Linked DNA regions of Hordeum vulgare: region 1 is linked to region 2. A link is a contact called in public Hi-C data. All regions are on one chromosome and are shown on one strand. The core of a region is the stretch at or near the end of the contact, and the rest is flanking DNA. Distances in the headings are between cores, read along the strand shown. Region 1 holds the start of LOC123399600 (60S ribosomal protein L3). Region 2 holds the start of LOC123395778 (5-formyltetrahydrofolate cyclo-ligase-like protein COG0212).

Region 1 (3,092 bases), core at 427-2,926, 360 kb after region 2:
GAAACATTTTAATAAAAAGAATACTTGACCAAGATGAATAGGGGAATGGCAATCACACCTGAGTATGGGCAATAACACGGACAATAGTAGCATACTTCTTCATTTTCTCAAGCTGCAACTGGATTTCCTTCTTGCCTGCATCACTGTCATACTTGAGGGCGTACTTTGTGAAGGCCTTCTTCTTGCTCTTGCACCAGTTCTTGTAGAACCTTCTCCTCACATCTTCGCTAAGGTGCTGAGCCCAGACAGAGTTGAGAGTGCGAAGGCCACGAGGGGTCTTCACATATGCCACAAGACCAACAATGACAAGAGGAGGGGTCTCAATGATGGTAACAGCCTCACAGGTTTCCTTCTTGTGGAGCTCTGCACAATGTACCAACAACCATATGCAATACTTAAGAATCAACAAGAGCAAACAATCAAGCAAATATAACATGCAGGGCCCTATTTACAGAAGATAACTTCGGTTGGCAAATATAACATGGAAGTACTAGGTCAGCATGATAAACTAAATAACAAGCTAGCAAGTATCTACCTGACTATTGCTTCCAGCTGGTCATGCAACTGTGTTATTTACAAAAACTAGAATTGTTCCTATGCATAAATCATGTTTCAGTAATCAAACAACCATGATCGGCTTAACGGAATGGTTAGACATACTGGATCCAGGCTTCTCGACCTCACGAACAATGTGGGTCATTCCAGCCTTGTAGCCCAGGAAGGCAGTGAGGTGGCACGGCTTCTGTTGGTCATCCTTGGGGAAGGACTTCACTGCATAAGAGAAAATAAACAAGTGAGGCGGATAAATAAGATAAGTATTCACTGAACTGCACACGGAAGAAACAAGTAGTTACTAGTACAAGGTAACAACAATTTCTAACAGAATTGCCTTATTTGAACAAAGAATAGATGTGCAAAGGATTTTTAAGACCGTATTCAAGGGGAAATACTGGATCACACTACAGAAGATCGCAATGCAATTCTGGAAAGGTGTGAAGCAACATTTGCTACTATTTACAGGTTCCAATATAGGGGGGGGGGGGGGGGGGGGGGGGTCTAGAATAAACAGAAGAGAGGACATCTGAATCAAACAACCATATACAAGCACAATGAGATAAGACTATAGGCTATATGTGAAAACCACGCTCAACTACATCAGCATGGAAAGAAACGGGGCGCCATGGAATAGGTGCTCTAATGCAAGTGATACTTGGACTGCGTACCCTTTCCACGGTGACGCGAGCAGCGCTTCCTGGGGAGGAAGCCGAGGGAACCGTGCCTCGGGTGCTCAAACTTGCGGTGCGACATCGCCGCTGCTCCTTCCTTACCTGCAATGCCAGAAACAGCCAGATACCGATACCATTAGATCTACAACCATTAGAGCCGCAAACTGCAAAGACCAAACGCGACGGAGTCCCATGTCGCTCAACGCTGAACGCTAGAACAGCAGGAGAATATGGCATCCGCGAAGGAACTACACAAAAGTAATGGGCTCCGCATCTGCGGGTTTACGGAGAAACGAAAATCTAGACGACGAGACTTCGACAAGCGATCGGCGAAGAGATCGTAGCGCGTGCTCACCTGCGGTAGAGCGGCGGCGGCGGCGGCGGCGGCGGCGGCTGTGTGCAGAAGGCGAAGCGGGTAACCCTAGTGCTGCTATTTATATATCGCTGCGGAATGCGAGGGTTTGGCTTGGGTCCGACGGGAGGGAATGCCGGGCTTCGTGGGCTGGGTGCGGTCAGGCTTTTCCGGCTGAGTAAACGACCCATCCGTACTAAATTTGGGCTGGGCTGGAACCCAATGGGCATTCTTCATGTGTGTGATCACTTCCACTCAAAAAACAAAATATGTGTGTGATCACTTGGGGCGTGTTTGGATTTGGATGACTCACTAAAACAAAATATCTGAGGAAAGTGGCTATCAAGATGCGGGCTTGGCATAAGGAGGAAGTAGGGGAGAGAGCAGGAAGACTGAAAAAGGCACAGGCTAAGCTGGAGAGATGTATGTGCGCACGAGTATCCGAGTCGAATGTCCGAGAAGAGGGGAGGCTACGGGGTGTTGTGCATGACTTGGAGGAGAAGCAACATATCAAAGCAAAACAGCGGTCCCATGTTGCTTGGCTCAAGGATGGGAATAGAAACACAAAATATTTCATGGCGGTGGCTTCAGCGAGGAGGAAGAAAAACAAAATTAAGGGGCTCAGGAGGGAGGATGGATCGGTAGTGCAGGAGGGGGCAGAGCTAACCAATTATGTGTGCTCCTTTTTTCAGGACTTATTCACTACAACGGTGGGGGGGCATATGGAGGATCTCCTGCGCAAGGTGCAGCCTCGGGTAACACTCGCGATGAACACCCTCATGTCGGCTGCATTCACTAAGGAGGAGATCAAAGTTGCCCTTGATCACATAGGAGACCTGAAGGCACCTGGCCCGGATGGTATGCCCTCCGTTGTGTACAAGCGCAACTGGCACCTCATGGGGGATCAAGTAGTGGAGGAAGTCTTAACAGTGCTTAATGGCGGCGCAATCCCAGAAGGGTGGAATGACACCCTTATTGTTCTGATTCCCAAAGTTAAATCACCGACCAGGATTAAGGACTTGCGCCCCATCAGCTTGTGCAACGTGGTTTATAAATTGGTGTCCAAGGTAATCGCGAACCGGATGAAAATGATCCTGCCAGAGATTATATCTGACAATCAGAGTGCCTTTGTACCTGGCAGACTTATCACCGATAATGTGCTGATCTCATATGAGATTTCAGACTATCTCCTTCACAAGACCAAGGGGAAAGAAGGATTTGCGGCGGTCAAGGCGGATATGAGCAAGGCGTATGATCGGGTCGAGTGGAGTTTCTTGGAGGCCATGTTGTCCAGACTGGGCTTCAGCCACGAGGTGGTAAAGCTTATCATGCGCTGCGTTACCACTGTAAGATACCAAATTAAGGTTAATGGGGATCTCACTGAGCAGTTTTCTCCGACGAGAGGCCTTCGCCAAGGGGACCCGCTATCGCCGTATTTGTTTGTCATTTGCGCAGAAGGCCTGTCGGCACTCCTCCAAGAAGCGGAGGCCGCTGGGCGGATCAGTGGGGTGAAA
Region 2 (3,230 bases), core at 563-3,062:
CAGAATTGCCCTTGCCGTTCTGTGGCTTGCCCCGGCCTTTCTTGCCGCTGCCGCCGCCGGACCTAGAGCCTTGCTCCTTCATCTTCTTGCCGCGTGCGATCCATTCCTCCTCCGTGAGGAGGAGTTGGGACCCTGCTCCCTCCGAGGAGCCGCCCCCGTACCGCTTTTCAGCAGAGGTGAGGCGGCCGATCGGCTCCTCCACGGACAGCTCCTCGAGATCGAGCAGCGTCTCGAACGAGCAGGCTATCTGTGAGTATTTAGAGGGAACGGCATTGAGGATCTTTTCTACGATTTTTACCTCCACTTTGTCACCCAAGGATCGCAGATTGTTGGCGACGTTCGTGGCGCTGATGGCGAAGCTGTCGAGCGTCTCGCCGTCCTTGAACGCGAGCGCTTCGAACTCCCAGCGGAGGAGCTGTGCCGTCGCGTTGCGCGCGCGGTGCACCCCCATCTTCATCAGCTTGACCGCCTCCCACGCCTCTGCGGAGGTGGCCTTGGTGGCGAGGATGGGCACCAGCTCCGGTGGCACTGCTCGGATTAGTGCCGACAGCGCCGCCATGTCCTCGCGATCCCCCGGCTCTCCCATGCCGGACATGGCCTCCCAGAGACCCTCTGCGCGCAGGTTGATTTTCATCACCTGCGCCCACTCGATGTAGTTGGTTGACGTCAGTGTGGGGTAGACGACGTAGGAGCTTGCGCCGGCATCGCGGATCACGCGCTCGTGGACGACGACCTCGTTGCCGCCCCTCCGAATCACGCTCCTTCTGCGCGGTGGCGTCGACGGCGTCCGTGACGGCGACCTCGTTGGCGACTTGCCCCCCCCCCCCCCTTCCCCCTTCTCCACTGCCTCTCCATCCTTGTTGCTGCGGGCCATGGCGCTCCAGGAACCGCGCGAACGCTAGCTCTGATGCCAATTGTCAGCCAGCGGCAGCAAGTTTCTTCTTCGTTATTTATGCTATTGATTACAGGGAAAACAGGGTAGTGATCCGAGCTTCACGGCATGCCATCCCACGCCCGCTCGCCACCTCCCACGATGCCGCCATGCTCGCATGAACTCGTGCCATCCCACGATGCACGCACGGCGGCCTGTCTAACTAACTTAGCAAACCAGCTAACTATCAGCTAACTAACCTAGCGAAAGCAACGGATCGGCCAGTGCACAAACAAGCTCGTGCAGCAGCCGTTTTATTTGCTCTAACTGAAAACTAAACTGACGACTAAACAGGCGCAGGTTTACAGAGACAACACTCCCCAATTGTGTAATGTGACGTATGCGCGGCTGGTAACAGCAACAACAATAGACTGCTAGTTTTCGTGGTGGGGGGCTCCGTGGAGGGAAGCGAAAGGGAGACAGGGAGAGAGCGAACCGAATCGGCAGCGGCGGCGGCGCCATCGAAGTTGGGGATGCGGTGGTGGACGGGGCGGGGGTTGCGCGCGACGCCCTCGGCCTCCAGCACGTCCCACACCCGCTTTCGTATCTTCCACTTCCACGCCCTCGGGTCCGCCACCGCCTGCGCCCCCGCGGCGGTGGTCGCCATCGAGGCCCGCGCGTCGGCGTCCAGGCGGAGCCGCTCGGCCTCGAAGGCGGACTCGTCCAAGGACGACGACGACGACGACGAGCTCCTGGACGCCACAGCGACCCTGGCGCGGCGGGAGGACGACGCAGCGACAGCGGCAGCGGCGGAGTGTAGCGATAACGACGGCGAGGCCGGGAGGAGTAGGGGAGGCATGGCTTCCGCTACCACCACTCGCGTGTGTGCTTGTGGATGGTTAGCACGTGCACACGTGCACTTGGGACTCTCGTTGTGCTGCTGGCATGCGCGCCCATACCGCTCTCGCAGCGAAACAGATGAACGAGCCGTGGGCCATCTCCACTAACTACATCGAGCCTACGAGGGCATCTTCAACGGCAACAGTCCTAATGTAATGCTTGTAATTACTTGTATTAGTGTTGTCTCAAAAAAAAATTGTTGTATTAGTGAGGATCATGCATCGTGTTGAATTCTAGTAGAAAATTGAACTGAGGAATCTTTAGAAGCCTCGACAAAATGTAAAAAGGACAAAGAGCCCCCAAAAAACTGCATTCAACGTTTCCAGAATGCCTTTCAAATAATTCTGAGAATTTTAACAAAAACTATTTATCGAACCAAAATTTAAAACAATTAAAATATATATTTTATGCAGTTGAATTTAAATCATATTGTATCCTGCATTCGTTTGTGGACACTGCCATAGTACTAATATAATGCTTGTAATTAGTTGTATTCGTGAGGATCAAGCATCATGTTGAATTCTACAAAATTGAATTGAGGAATCTTTAGAGGCCTCAATTTTTTAAAAAAAGAAGGGCAAAGAGCCCCAAAAAACTGCATTCAACGTTTACAAAGTGCCTTTCAAATGGTTCTGAGAATTTTGGCAAGAACTATATATCAAACCAAAAATTTAAAAATATTTTTAAAAATATATTTTAGCAGTTGAATTCAAATCATATTGTATCCAGCATTCGTTTGTGGACAATCCCACAGTCCTAACATAATGCTTGTAATTAGTTGTATTTGTGAGGATCCTGCATCATGTTGACTTCTACAAAATTGAATTCATGAATCTTTAGAGGCCTCAATTTTTTTTAAAAGAAGGGCAAAGAGCCCCATAAAACTGCATTCAACGTTTCCAAAGTGCCTTTCAAATGGTTTTGAGAATTTTGGCAAGAACTATATATCAAACGAATATTTAAGAATATTTTTAAAAATATATTTTAGGCAGTTGAATTTAAATCATATTGTATTTGAATTGGCTTTATTTCTATTATAAAAGAAATACATTTTCAATAACTCTGAAACTTAGTGTGTAGCTTTGATTATATCCATCTAACATGCATATAAATTCTTAGAATTTTAGAAACTGATTTGGTGTTTCAATCTGATCAAAAACAATTGCAGAAAATAGAAAAAGAAAAAGAAAAAGAAAAACAGAGAGAGAAAAGGACTCACCCGGCCAAGGTGGCGGCCCAGCCCCCCAGCGCCTCCCATGTCGTCTTCCTCCATGGGGCAGTAGGACTGGGCGCATGGTCGTCGCGCTTGAGCACGCGCACCACCTCTTGTTTGCTTGTGTCCTACCCATTGCCTCTAAGCACGCCACCTACTCACGTGTCCTCTCTCTCTCTCTCACCCGCAGCTCTCCCCTCCACGTTGCTCTCTCTCCCATAGCCGCCCGAACGAGCCAGAGCGCGC

The links. A called contact is a pair of places that touch in the nucleus more often than the background predicts.
Region 1: a Hi-C map of seedling shows a contact between it and region 2, with 3 times the contacts expected there. The contact joins the promoter of LOC123399600 here to the promoter of LOC123395778 in region 2. A contact is called at or near these places in 3 of 6 Hi-C or Micro-C datasets (leaf and seedling) and 1 of 1 datasets of contacts at active chromatin or transcription factors (embryo).

The regions. Positions count from the first base shown.
Region 1 is chr5H:236,674,307-236,677,398 of MorexV3_pseudomolecules_assembly, forward strand. It overlaps LOC123399600 (60S ribosomal protein L3), which reads right to left and starts at 1,677. Exons shown (of 6, transcript XM_045093999.1): 1 at 1,582-1,677; 2 at 1,224-1,328; 3 at 661-771; 4 at 59-363. The coding sequence starts at 1,308.
Region 2 is chr5H:236,310,036-236,313,265 of MorexV3_pseudomolecules_assembly, forward strand. LOC123395778 (5-formyltetrahydrofolate cyclo-ligase-like protein COG0212) reads right to left here and starts at 1,813. Exons shown (of 7, transcript XM_045090808.1): 1 at 1,368-1,813. The coding sequence starts at 1,730.